Regions from separate parts of the Mus musculus genome. Here regions 2 and 3 are each linked to region 1. A link is a contact called in public Micro-C and promoter capture Hi-C data. All regions are on one chromosome and are shown on one strand. The core of a region is the stretch at or near the end of the contact, and the rest is flanking DNA. Distances in the headings are between cores, read along the strand shown. Region 1 holds the start of Pitpnb (phosphatidylinositol transfer protein, beta). Region 2 overlaps Ep400 (E1A binding protein p400). Region 3 holds the start of Galnt9 (polypeptide N-acetylgalactosaminyltransferase 9).

Region 1 (4,108 bases), core at 647-3,146:
AGAGTTAACTCACATTCTGAAGACAGGAAGTAACTAATAAATTAAAAGCCACTAGATGCCTCATGTGCAGTCAGTCTAGCATCTCTCTTCCTAGGTAGCTTGGCACAAGTCAGTTCCTGTCTATCGCATATTCTCCTGTTTTAATATCTGCCACTAGAGTAATGTTAGGTGATGTTTACAAGATACATTGTTAAAATTACTTGGAAGAAAGTTTTCATAAACTCAAAGTTCAGTAGTATGATTATGTTTTAAGTGTAAATCTTTGCTGTGTGCAGAATGCGAAAGTAAGCCTTTTTTCAGACTCCCTGTCACTAAAAAAAAAAAAAAAGTAGTACTTCTTCAGGCCAGAGATGGCCCAGCAGGCAAAGGCATGACTGGAGTTTCAGGTGCAGGACCCTAATAGGAGTAGAGAACTGACTCGAAAGCTGTCCCCTGACCTCCAAAAGCACTCGGTGTACTACCCTGTACACCCCTCTCCATACAAATGTAATTAAAAGTGTTCTCCTAAAAGTGAAAAAGAATCGTCACCAATTCATTTAACAAGAGTTTGCTGAAGGGCTGGAGAAATGGCTCTGCGGCTAAGAGGACTTGCTGCTCTGAGTAACTGGGTTCAGTTTCCAGCCCATGGACGGTGGCTCACTTCTTGCTCTAGTTCCAGGGGATCCAATGCCTAATGCCCTCTTACTACTACCTCCAAGAGCACTGTATGAACGCAGCACATATGCACACACGCAGGCAAACACTTAAATACACATATAAACAGGCAAATCTTTAAAAACACCAAATGCTGGCTGAAGATGTGCTATGTACTAAAGACTGATCCAAAAAAAATGGAGGTATCAGAGTGAGTATCCTGCACAATGTAGGGCGAACAGTCAGAAAGACAAACAATACACACTTCCCAAGACCTTTAAGGTGAGCTACTGATTTGAGGAAAAAGCATTCGAGTCAGCAGAAAGAGAAGGAAAGCCAACATACAGAGCGACAGAGGAACAAGGGGTCTTGTAATGCTGGAATGGGCAAGGAAAAAAAATTACATATGAGCAGAAAATAGAATCTGGGCAGTGTTAAGTAGAGAAACCTTGTTAGTGATTTTTACAAGGTTGACGTTAATACAGGCAAGGAATCTAGACAGCTAACTTAACGTCTTTTTTTTTTTTTGCTTCTTTTAAGAATCTGAAATTAAACCAGGGCCGAGGAAGAACAGCAACAACAAAATGGGTCACACTTGAAATTGCACAAGGGACACCGGCTCAGGTATGACAGCTGAACATTCCCCGCCACCACGGTTTCCTGTGATGTCCGTGGCTCTAAGCAGAGGGGGAAGCCACAACTTCCCAACAGAATGACGGGACCAGTCCGACGAACTTGGGAAAAGTCTTTATTTGCCGTGTTAAGCACCATGTGTTTAACCCCGCACCGAACCCAGTGAAGCAGGTGGGGCCGGTGTCTCCCCATCTTAGAGATGAGGGGTCTGAGAGCGACCGCAGGGGCATGATCTAGAGTGGGCTTCACTGAGCCTGAGGTGGGTCGGGCTCGAACTTGCGGGCGACCCTTCGCCCGGCATTCCCGGCTCCCCCGAGAGCCCCGGCCGCACCGCCGACCCTGGCGCTGACTGCGGAGGGCGGCGGCGCCGCACAGGGCCTTGGGGGCTCCAGGAAGGAGCCAACTGCGACCCGGGAGCGCCCTCCTCGCGGAGCCCACCGATCCTCCCCAGCCCGCATTCCGGAACCTCGTTCGAGCCCAACGACCCACTCACAATTCCTTAATCAGCACCATCTTCCGGGAACCCCTCACAGCCGCCGCCGCCAGCCGCCACCGCCGGGCCTCGCAACACGCAAGCGTAGCCCCGCCTCCCAATCGTCCGAGCCCCGGGAGCGCCTGCGCGTCCGCGCCCTTCCGCCGCCGGCCATTGCGTCAGCGCGCCTGGGGGAGCTGACTCCGCCCAGTCCACGCCCCGCTCACGGAGCACGAGGCCTCCACTGCGGCTGCGTGGCCCCTTGGCGCGCTGGTGAGCCTTGGAGCGCGCCTGCGTACTCTCGGCGAGCAGTGGGGCAGCAAGCGCGGCGTCCTCCTGCCAGCGTTAGTCTCTCACGGCGCTGTGCAGCCTATGGTTTCCAGTGAGTTCTCCAGTCGGGACCCTAAACGACGTTGAGTTCGCACAGGTGTGGGAGCCGAGGACGACCTCAGGTTTAGCAGGAGCGTGTTCTAGAAACCCAGACAGACCGGTGTTAAAATCCTGATGTGTTCGCCCCTTGTCCTAACTAACCTTTTTAAGGGTACATCTATCTGGTTTGCCTGTATTGTGTCTGCTCCCTGTGTGTCTCATGCATACTGAGGTTCACGTGTAACTGGAGATGCAGACAGTTGTGAAATGCCATGTGAGTGCTGGGAACCAAACCTGGGTCCTCTGCAAGAACCCCCAGTGTTCTTAACAACTGAGCCCCTGTCCAAACATTGAATCCTCAACAAAAGCAATTTTGCATGAGACAGACCCAGACCCAGTTGGGTAGACTAATTCTAGACGAATTCTACGTGTCTAAGGCATTGGTTTTTCATTATGTGCTTTCGGGGCAAAGAACTCACTACAGGAAGAATGAAAGTTAAATTTTACTAAGACCAATCAGAAGCCCGTCCCAACACGGGCTTTAAGCACTAGTTGACCTAACAACTTTGATAAAACAATTTTGAAACAGTGACTAAGTACTGCTCTTGGACTGCCCTCTGCTTCCTCACTCACTGAACTTAGTAACTTGGGATTCAAGGACCTTTTAGTGGGATTCCTAGGGAGCTGGATAGCTGCAGGAATAATCTTCTTTGTGTCAACGGGCATTTTAGGTAAATTTGATTTCTCTATACTTTGTGTCAAACCATATTTTTTCCCTCATCGAATGATCTTGAAAATATTTTCATAAAAACTAGAAATAGTCTCAAGAATATTCTTCCCCTCTCTAGTGATTGATTTATTTATATTTTATGTACATTGGTGTTTTACCTGCATGTATACCTGGATGAGGTCAGATCCCCTGGAACTGGAGTTTCAAACAGTTGTGAGCTGCCACGTCGTGGGTGCTGGGAATTGAACCCAGATACTCTAGAAGAACCACCAGTGCTCTTAACTGCTGAGCCATCTCTCCAACCCCAGTCCCAAGTGTTCCTTAATTTTGTTAGATATCAGAGCATAGGTCAGTTGTCCCGATTTGGGAAACTGGGTTGGACTTTGAAGATGAAGCCCTGGACCTGAATCCTGGCTGGTTGACTTCAAGAAATCTGGAATAAAGAATCTTGTAGAGACTTAATTTATACAACCAAAGATAGGTGACTGTTTAGAGAATAAAAAGTAGGAAGGGACTGAAAATGTAGCTCAGTTTATAGAGTACTTGCCTAATGTCCTAGCAGTGAGTTCAGTCCTTTTGATTTTTTTGAGGCAGGGTTTCTCTGTATAGCTCTGGCTGTCCTGGAACTCACTCTGTAGACAGAGCTGGCCTCGAACTCAAAAATCCGCCTGCCTCTGCCTCTGCCTCTGCCTCTGCCTCCCAAGTGCTAGGATTAAAGGCGTGTGCCACCCCGCCCAGCTTGAGTTCAGTCTTAAACACCACAAAAAAGCCAAAATTACATGAAGCACCTATACATATCACATGGTAATAGAAGGTTTTTGAATGAAAACCATATAAAAACTATCAGGGATCAGCAACAGTAAATTAAAAAGGAAAGCCAAAGAGAGGTTGAAGAGATGACTACTCTTGCAGAAGACTAGGAAGCCACCTGTAACTCCACTTCCAGGAAATAATACACATAACTTTTTTAATTTCATATAGTTCTTAAAATTGATATATAATAATAACTTCATTTCTCCCCTCCCTCTCCTACACTCCCATGTCTGACCACATTCTTCTCTCCCAAACTCAAGGTCTTTTATCACTATTATTACATATAAATGAATGAGCATATAAACACAAAGCATTTTTTTTGGCCGGGCGTGGTGGTGCACACCTTTAATCCCAGCACTTGGGAGGTAGAGGCAAACTGATCTCTGAGTTCAAGGCCAGCCTGGTCTACACAGAAACCCTGTCTAGAAAAACCAAACACATACCTATACATCATAATA
Region 2 (3,865 bases), core at 82-2,581, 630 kb after region 1:
CAGCTTCCTGAGCCTGGTGTGCCTTGTGGGTCTCTGTCAGATATTGCAGCAGGGTCTGGCCTGTGGCCTACTTGGCATCTCATCTACCACTGTGCACTTTCCTTATGGGATCAGGGGGTGTGCTTTCTGGTATGCTCTTGTCCCACTTTCTGGGACTAGATTCCTTTCACACACTTTGGATGCTTCTATTTGTCTGTTAGGGCACTTTATCCTGATGTTTCTGAAACATGGTCCTTTTATAAAAGGAACAACCCTGCCTCTTGAGAAGGTGTAGCACCCGAGATTTGGTCTATACCCAAATCTGGCTCTCTGGAGTGACTCAGTAAAATCTGTTAGACTTGAATGTTAATAATAAATTTACAAATACAAATTTGTGAACCCAGTCTTGGGACATGTCGCTAGTTTTGGTGTTTTTGGAGATGAGGAAAGTCATGGTGAGGCTGCATGATGAACACACACTGAACTTTCTGCTGCTTCTTCATGAGCAGGACTCAGGAAGCTCTGAAGAGTGGACATTTTGTCAGTGTCTTGAGTGTTCTGACACGGCTACAGCGAATCTGCAACCATCCTGGACTAGTAGAGCCACGGGTACCAGGCTCCTCCTTTGCAGCAGGCTCTCTGCAGTATAAGTCAGCCTCTCTAATTCTCAGAGTTCTGGAGAGAGAGTTCTGGAAGGTAAGTAGAAGATTTAGAAAGATAGTTTAGAATTTCTAGTACTGTTTAGATACAATCCACATAGTTGTGTGGATCTTTTCCCAATCCCTCTTTCTAGCTTAGTAGTTCTCAACCTTCCTAATGCTACGGCTCTTTAGTAAACTTCCTCATTGCCGTGGTGATCCCAACTATAAAATTGTTTTTGTTACTATTTCATAACTGTAGTTTTGGTACTATAATATAGTCATAATATAAATATCTGTTTTCCAATGGTCTTAGGCAACCCCTGTGAAAGGGTCATTTGGTGTCCCCTGCTCCTTCCAAGGGGTTGCAGCACACAGATTAAGAACTGCTGCTCTAGCTCTTCCTGTCGAGTCACTGTATCTGTGGACCTCCCTGTTTTGGGCAGCTCACAGAACTGTATTTGGAGTCTTACACTTAGAATATTTTCATTCTCATTGTGATATATCAGGATGTCATTCCTTTGAAGGGCTAGATAACATTCTGCTGTGAAAGACCATGCTTTGTTTATCCTTTGGTCAGTTGATGCATACCTAGGTGGTTTCCACTTGTGACTATTGTTAGTATAGCTGATGAACACTCCTACAGTTTGGGGTTTCCTGTTTTTGTGAGTGCACTTCAAGTGGAGTTGCTGGCTAATGTAGCCACTTCGTCTACTTTTTAAAGGAGCTGCCAACTATCCCACTGCTGTTGAACCACCTGACTTGCCCTAGCAGCACAAGGGCATCTGTGACTCACTTCCTCTCTTTCATTCTTTTCAGTGTGATGCTGCTTTTCTTGTTTTCTCAAGTTCTGAGAAATAAATATTAGTGGTGCTGTGGAAAGCAAGACACTTGCTTTTGCCACTGTCATGGTCATGACTGATGCCCTTTAGTAGTAAGTAGTGTCTACACAATGAGTGATACAGGGATCACCACCACACAGTGACTAGCATGTGTGACTAGCACATAGAGCCAACACCTGCCCTCCTTTTTCTTGGGGAAGACTGCTGTTTATTCCTGCACTGTTCAAATGATGACTGGTTGGTTGCATCTGCTCCTCTGCCACTCCAGGTTGTCACATGATGCTAAGGAGGGCCCAGATAGCTGTTGTCCCCCTGTGAAAGGAGATCTGTCCTGAGCATCAGAAGGCTTACCACACCATATAAAACAGCCTCTTCAGTTGATTCCTGCCTTGTAGCAGATTTTGCCTCTTGGTCAAGTGTTTTCCTCTGCCACCTATTACAGAACGTTTTCTTCTTTTTTTATTTCTGTTTCTTCTTAGGAAACCGACCTTTCTATATTTGATCTCATTGGGCTAGAAAATAAAATCACTCGCCATGAAGCTGAATTACTGTGTAAGAAAAAAGTGACTCGGAAACTCATGGAGGAAGTCTTTGCTTCACCTCCTCCGTCAGCCCGACCAGCAGCAGTGAAGCTCAAGGCCAGCAGGTATGTGCATGGGTTAGAAGCAGCATGTGGCTCACCTGGCATAGTCACTGCTCCAAGGACTGTGTGCTGGTTGGGAGTCAGATGCCTGGGCTATGATCAGTACCTTCCTATAGCTGACTCTAGGCATTCTGTTGAGAATAGAAAGTCTGTGTTCATCGATTCTCGGCCTTTTGGCTAAGATCAAGTGTAGAAAGTCTGTGTTCTTCTTTTTGTTTGTTTGTTTTTGTTGTTGTTGTTTTTGGAGACAGGGTTTCTCTGTGTAGCCCTGGCTGTCCTAGAACTCACTCTGTAGACCAGGCTGACCTCGAACTCAAAAATTTACCTGCCTCTGCCTCCCAAGTGGTGGGATTAAAGGCGTGCACCACCACTGCCCAGTAAAAGCTGTGTTCTTGAGAATGTTCGGAGTGTCCTTGTTTTCAGTGAGCACAACTACATTAATAAGACACTCAAATAGAGGCAGCAAATCCCCAGTGAGAGTCACTTTTCTTGGTTATCTTTAATAAAGTAAGCTTTAGGGGATGTCAGGGCTGAGAACAGCATGCTATCAGATGTGGCAGTAACGTGCATGGCCAAGTCAGACATTTTTTTTTTTTTTTTGCAAGAATTCAGAGTATGCTCATGGGTAGTAGCACAGGCAAACATGGGGTCCACTCAACAACTGTGGAGTTTTTAATAAGTGACAGTACAGCCAGGCAGTGGTGGAGCACACCTTTAGTCCCAGCACTAGGGAGGCAGAGGCAGGAGGCTCTCTGAGTTAGAGGCTAGCTGGTCTATAGAATGAGTTCCAGGTAGCCAGGGCTACTTGGAGAAACCCAGTCTCAAAAAAATACAGAACCAAACAAGTAATAGAATGATATAAATGATGATTTGGAGTGAGGGAAATCATGAAGTAGGAGAGATAGAGAATGAAGTCAGGGTGTAATTGCTTCTGAACAGACTAAACCCAGTGATGAGAAAAAGCAAAATCCTGGGCTGAGGTGAAAAAGGAAAATAGAAAGTAGTTATCTTTTTAGAAATAAGGAGGGTATTTGTACAGATCAAGCTTTTTCCAAACTTGGCTTTCTTGGTACTGTGACCTGCTTGCCTCCTTTGCAGCTCAGCTCAAGCCTCACAGACCCACACAGGAAGCCTATAGCTGTGTGAACACAGACAAGACTATCCACTTGTCTTCCTTGGGCTTTGTTAAAAGGTTTTTATGGTTGGCTTCTTGTTTGTCCTTACATTTTCTAGGTCACAGAGTTCATACCTCTGTGATCACACAGAGCCTAGCTGAGCACTTTGTGCATCTTCCCAGCTGCTGCCATTTCTGTCCATTTCATAAGCAGTCTTGTCATATGTACTAGGCAGAGAATTTGCTTTTTCTTTGCTCTTACCCAAAACTATAGTTAAAACATGGATGTTACAGGCCAAGGTTTTTTTTCTTAACATACTTTGACCTACACCTAAAAATTTACAGTAATTGTGTTACCAGTTGAGATATATGACCTTTGAATACAGAGTTTATCACCATCTCCCGCCAGCTGTATTTGTATCCACCTTGTTCCTGCTCAATACTACTTAGCCTGCCCTCCTAGCTGATCTCTGAGGAGCAGTCCTCTAGAACCTGCTTTCTGCATTGTGGTGATGCTGTGTGTCTTCTGCTTGGGCCAATGGTCATCTAGGTTATTTCAGCCTGTGCAATATGGCCAGAAGCCTGAGGGTCGCACTGTGGCATTCCCCAGCACACATCCACCTCGGATGGCAAACACCAACACATCCAC
Region 3 (3,914 bases), core at 1,126-3,625, 790 kb after region 1:
CTAAGCTTATGAATCAGAGAGGAGGGCATGGCTGTTTCAGCCCAGAGAAGGAAAAGAAAAGGGAAGGGATTTAGTGAGGGGTGGAGGAAAAGGTACTATAAAGGAAAGGTGACGAAAGGAGGGAATGGGAGAAGAGAAGCAAGAAGCTGTCAGGAGCGTGGGAGCAGGGAGGAGATAAGCCAGAGGGAAGAACTTCATTCTGCCCGTCTCAATGTCAGGAAAGGTGATCGAGGGTCCCAGCTTTCCTTTCACCAAATACTGGCCCCTCTTGTCCTTGGGGAACTAGGGAAGGAAACAGCACATGAGGCTGGCCGGCCAGCGTGATGTTACACAAGCGCAAACGGTGCCAATGTTTTTATATAATCCTCTGGTTCGCCCCATAAAACAGACCATAACACCCTGGCAAATACACTTCAATAAAGCTCCGTGCTATTACGGGACCCAGCGTCTTCCAGAAGATGAATCACACTTGGTGGCGAGGCCAAGCCACTGCTCCAACTCAACTTTCTTCCTCTGAGCCTTCAGCTGAGTGGCTGATGGAGAAGCCACAGGGCTGGTCAGGATGGCTAGGGGGTCCAGGAGCTGCTGGGGGGGGGTTGTTATCTGAGGATACCCGAGCCACCTGGAACCCAGATGGCACTTGCCTGGAACCCAGTTCTCTCAGGAGACCCCAGTGACCCTTAAAACTTTTGACCTGAGCCCTGATGAAGATGCCCACCCAACCTAGTCACTGCCTAGTGAAGCCAGTTCCTAGCACTTGCAGAAAGAGGTTTGCTGGGGCTGTTTCGCAGAACAGAAGCCTGCTGGAGCTGCAGGCATGCACCAATTGTCTCCTTCCTGAAGCCTAACAAAGCTGTCCTTGGGGACAGAGCTGGTGCATTCATCCTACACCCAAAATGTAAAATATTCCATTCCCAACAGCTACAACCATCCACTGTGACCTGCTGTGACAAAGATGCTGAGTTCCCTCTTTTCCTCACAGAAAAGCAAAGAGGTCACCAGAAGCAGAAACTTTGGTGCCTCAGAGGTTCCCAGGCACCCTGACCTCAGTCCACGTGAACACTCCGCTCCTACCCAGTTCTGCTGGACACTTGACTCCATCTCTCCACACAGCACCAGTGGTGCCTTCCGTTTCTCCCACAACAGAACTTTCTGCAGGAGCCCTGAGCATCCTTGAAAGGTGGCTCTCCAGGCCAGAGGTCACACTGTAATAGACAAGACACGCACTGTGCCATGCAGAGGAAGATGGGATCAATCACTTTTAGATGGGCAGTAATCACCCCCTCCTTCCGTATCTCCAGGGAGAGGAGTGAGTCCGGTCTAAACCCACAGCTTGGAAAGGCTCTCTGGGTCCTTGCAGGGAACCTCGGTGTCACCTTCACCCTCACAGCTTTGTAAGGTACCTCTGGTTCCTGAATGTGAACCTAGGCACGGTCTGGACCTCCCTCACTGTGGATCTAGGTATTGCCTGAGCCCCTCACTACCCTTCTGCCAACTCCTCAGAGGCTCTTCCTTGAGAAGTTAGAGTTCTCTTGGGTAGTAACTTTGGAGGCATTATGCGGGAGGCAAGGGACAGTTCCCAAGTGTTCACAGGATGAGTAGATAATGCAGTCGCTCTATTACCGCCGCCCTCTGCCAATGAAGGCCTCCAGCATTTCCTCTACAGGACCCAGGGTAGCTTCCACTCGGGACCCTGGAAGATATTGTGGGATGGGTGTGGACAGCCACTCCTGGATAGAGTAGTGTCCTAACACGGGACCCTGCCTCCCCTCCATCCCGCGGCTCACCATTCAGCTGGTTGTAGACCACCTCCTCCAGATGGTCCAGGCGCTGTAGGATGGCCTCACGGTCGGCCAGAGCACTCGCCTTGGATAGCCGATTGCGCATCCGGCGGTCGGTGCCTCGCACGACCTGCACCAGCGCCTCAGAACGGTCCTGCAGGCGGCAGTACACCGAGAAGAGAATGATGCCCACGAACACCAGGATGTTGACCGTCAGCAAAGTTTTGATCTTCCTGGCCACCGCCATGAGCGCGGCTCGGACGGGGCCGCCTCACCCGCCGGGCATCCCCGGGGCCCCGGGGCCGCAGGAGCCTGGGAGCGGCCGGCCGCGGTGGGGACCATGGGCTGGGCAAGGGCGGGAGCTGTTCTTTCAGCACCACCGCGCGGGCTCCACGAGCCAGGCCGCCGCGACCCGCCCTTCTTCAGCGCGCAGAAACCGTCCGGGGATGCGGGTACAGGGCGCCGCCCGCATAGTCAGCAGGGCCCGCCCGCCGGGAGCTTCCTGGGCCGGGAGGCAGCGCGAGGCCTTAGCTGCTGCGTCCCGCTCCTGCGCGCCCCGATCGCTCCTGCGCGCCCCGCTCCTGTGCGCTCGGCTCCTGCGCGCCCCGCTCCTGCGCGCCCCGAAACCACGGCGCCGGTGCGCAGTGACGCGGCCTGCGCTCATCAGCATGCACGCGGCGCCCGCTGCCCCGCCCGCCGCCCCAAACCGATCCCGCGCGCCACCCCTGGCCAGGATAGGCCCACGTGGAGCGAGGCCCAGGGCGCGGCACCACTCCGAGCTTCAGACCGCCCTCCGCGCCTGGGCTTATTTTAGGGGACAAAACCCAGACTTGACCCCTAGGAACACGAAGCCTTAGGGAACGCCGGTCAGGACTGTGCTGTGGGGTGCACGCTGGGGTGTGGTGAGGTGCCTTTGTGCAGTAATGAGTCAGAGCCACCTAGATTTGCCTGCCCACCGCTCCTTGTCAAACCTAACCTGATTGGTTGCCCTCTTCTGGGACCAAAGGATAAGAAAGGAGAGTAGAGTAGGCTGTAGATTGAGCGATCCTATTGTAGCATCAGGCCAAACAAATAAAGGAAACACAAATCTTGACCAGGTGTCCCAAGTCCTCAGAGTTCAGGTGCACGCTCAGCCAGAAGAAAAACAACAAACACCTGCCCCTCCATCTCTAATTTAGCCCCAAACAAACAGTTGTAGATGAGACTGCTGGGATCAGAGGAGAGATGGCAGAAGTCACACAGCCTGGGCTGTGAGCCTGAATCACACAGACTGTGAGCTTCTCCTTTATACCTGGCTACCACTGAATCTACAGTGCCTGAAATGGTTTCTGACACGTAGCTGGTACTTAGCAAATATTTGTGGAATGAATAAATGATGGAGCATTTCCGAGGAGCTTACTTTGTGGTGGGCTCTGCTCATAGAAGGACAAGGTCTGTGGGACTTTGTAGCTCTTGGTTCAGCATGAGTATTTGTGCATGCATGTATCTCGTGTGTGTGCGCACACATATATCATGTATAAGCATGCACGTTTATGCGTTCACTGTGTATGTGCCCATGTGTTTGCATATGTGTTCATGGATATGTGCTTGTGTCTGTGTTACACATGTGTTTCTGCGTTCGTAACTTTCCTTTGTATATGAATGTGCACATGTACAAAGTGTGTCTGATATGTCTCTACATGTTGTATATGTGTGTGCATATACGTGGGATGTCTTCATAATGTACAAGCACATGAGTAGTATGTGATGTGTCTGCATGTGGGTGCATATATATGCATACATGTGCTGTGTCCTTGTGATTATCCACGTGTGCTATGTGTATGTGATACATGTGTGTGTTTGTATGTTCACAGTGTGCAGTTTCTATGTATATATGTGTGTGTGTGTATGTCCATGTCATATCTGTTCACATTCGGGGGAATGGGTAGAGGCTTTGGCTCTTGGTTCAGGCATTCTTTTCCACACTGTCTTCTCCACAAGCCAATGTGTTCTGTGTAGCTTAGAGACATCCAACTTCTCAGTGGAAGCAGCGGGAATAAAAGCCACACTGCTTCTTTTCTAAGTCTCTCCTTCCTGTCAAAGAAAATGTGGCCTGTGTAGTGACACACACAGGTAGGATTTGCTGAAGGAGGC

What was found. Promoter capture Hi-C pulls out the DNA fragments that hold promoters and counts their contacts. Hi-C and Micro-C count contacts between places; a contact is called where the count stands out from the background.
Region 2: a promoter capture Hi-C map of the C10 cell line shows a contact between it and region 1, with 4 times the contacts expected there. The contact joins the enhancer-like site here to the promoter of Pitpnb in region 1. A contact is called at or near these places in 6 of 39 promoter capture datasets (the C10 cell line, the HPC-7 cell line, cranial neural crest and 3 more), 3 of 115 datasets of contacts at active chromatin or transcription factors (bone marrow-derived macrophages, embryonic midbrain and large pre-B cells) and 1 of 9 other capture datasets (embryonic stem cells).
Region 3: a contact with region 1 is called in a Micro-C map of embryonic stem cells, with 4 times the contacts expected there. The contact joins the promoter of Galnt9 here to the promoter of Pitpnb in region 1.

What each region holds. Positions count from the first base shown.
Region 1 is chr5:111,328,485-111,332,592 of GRCm38.p6, reverse strand. Pitpnb (phosphatidylinositol transfer protein, beta) reads right to left here and starts at 1,896. Exons shown (of 12, transcript NM_019640.5): 1 at 1,760-1,896. The coding sequence starts at 1,779.
Region 2 is chr5:110,701,692-110,705,556 of GRCm38.p6, reverse strand. It overlaps Ep400 (E1A binding protein p400), which reads left to right. Exons shown (of 52, transcript NM_029337.2): 20 at 489-675; 21 at 1,939-2,105; 22 at 3,767-3,865. It also overlaps the pseudogene Gm52847. Among named protein-coding and RNA genes, the nearest start is that of Gm22716, 26 kb to the right of the region's middle. Within about 2 kb of position 1,331, at least 42 of the 459 cell types and tissues checked have an H3K27ac peak or open chromatin away from gene starts, as enhancers often do. A contact at or near this core is called in the HPC-7 cell line, where this site is marked.
Region 3 is chr5:110,542,816-110,546,729 of GRCm38.p6, reverse strand. It overlaps Galnt9 (polypeptide N-acetylgalactosaminyltransferase 9), which reads right to left and starts at 2,375. Exons shown (of 11, transcript NM_198306.3): 1 at 1,788-2,375. The coding sequence starts at 2,028.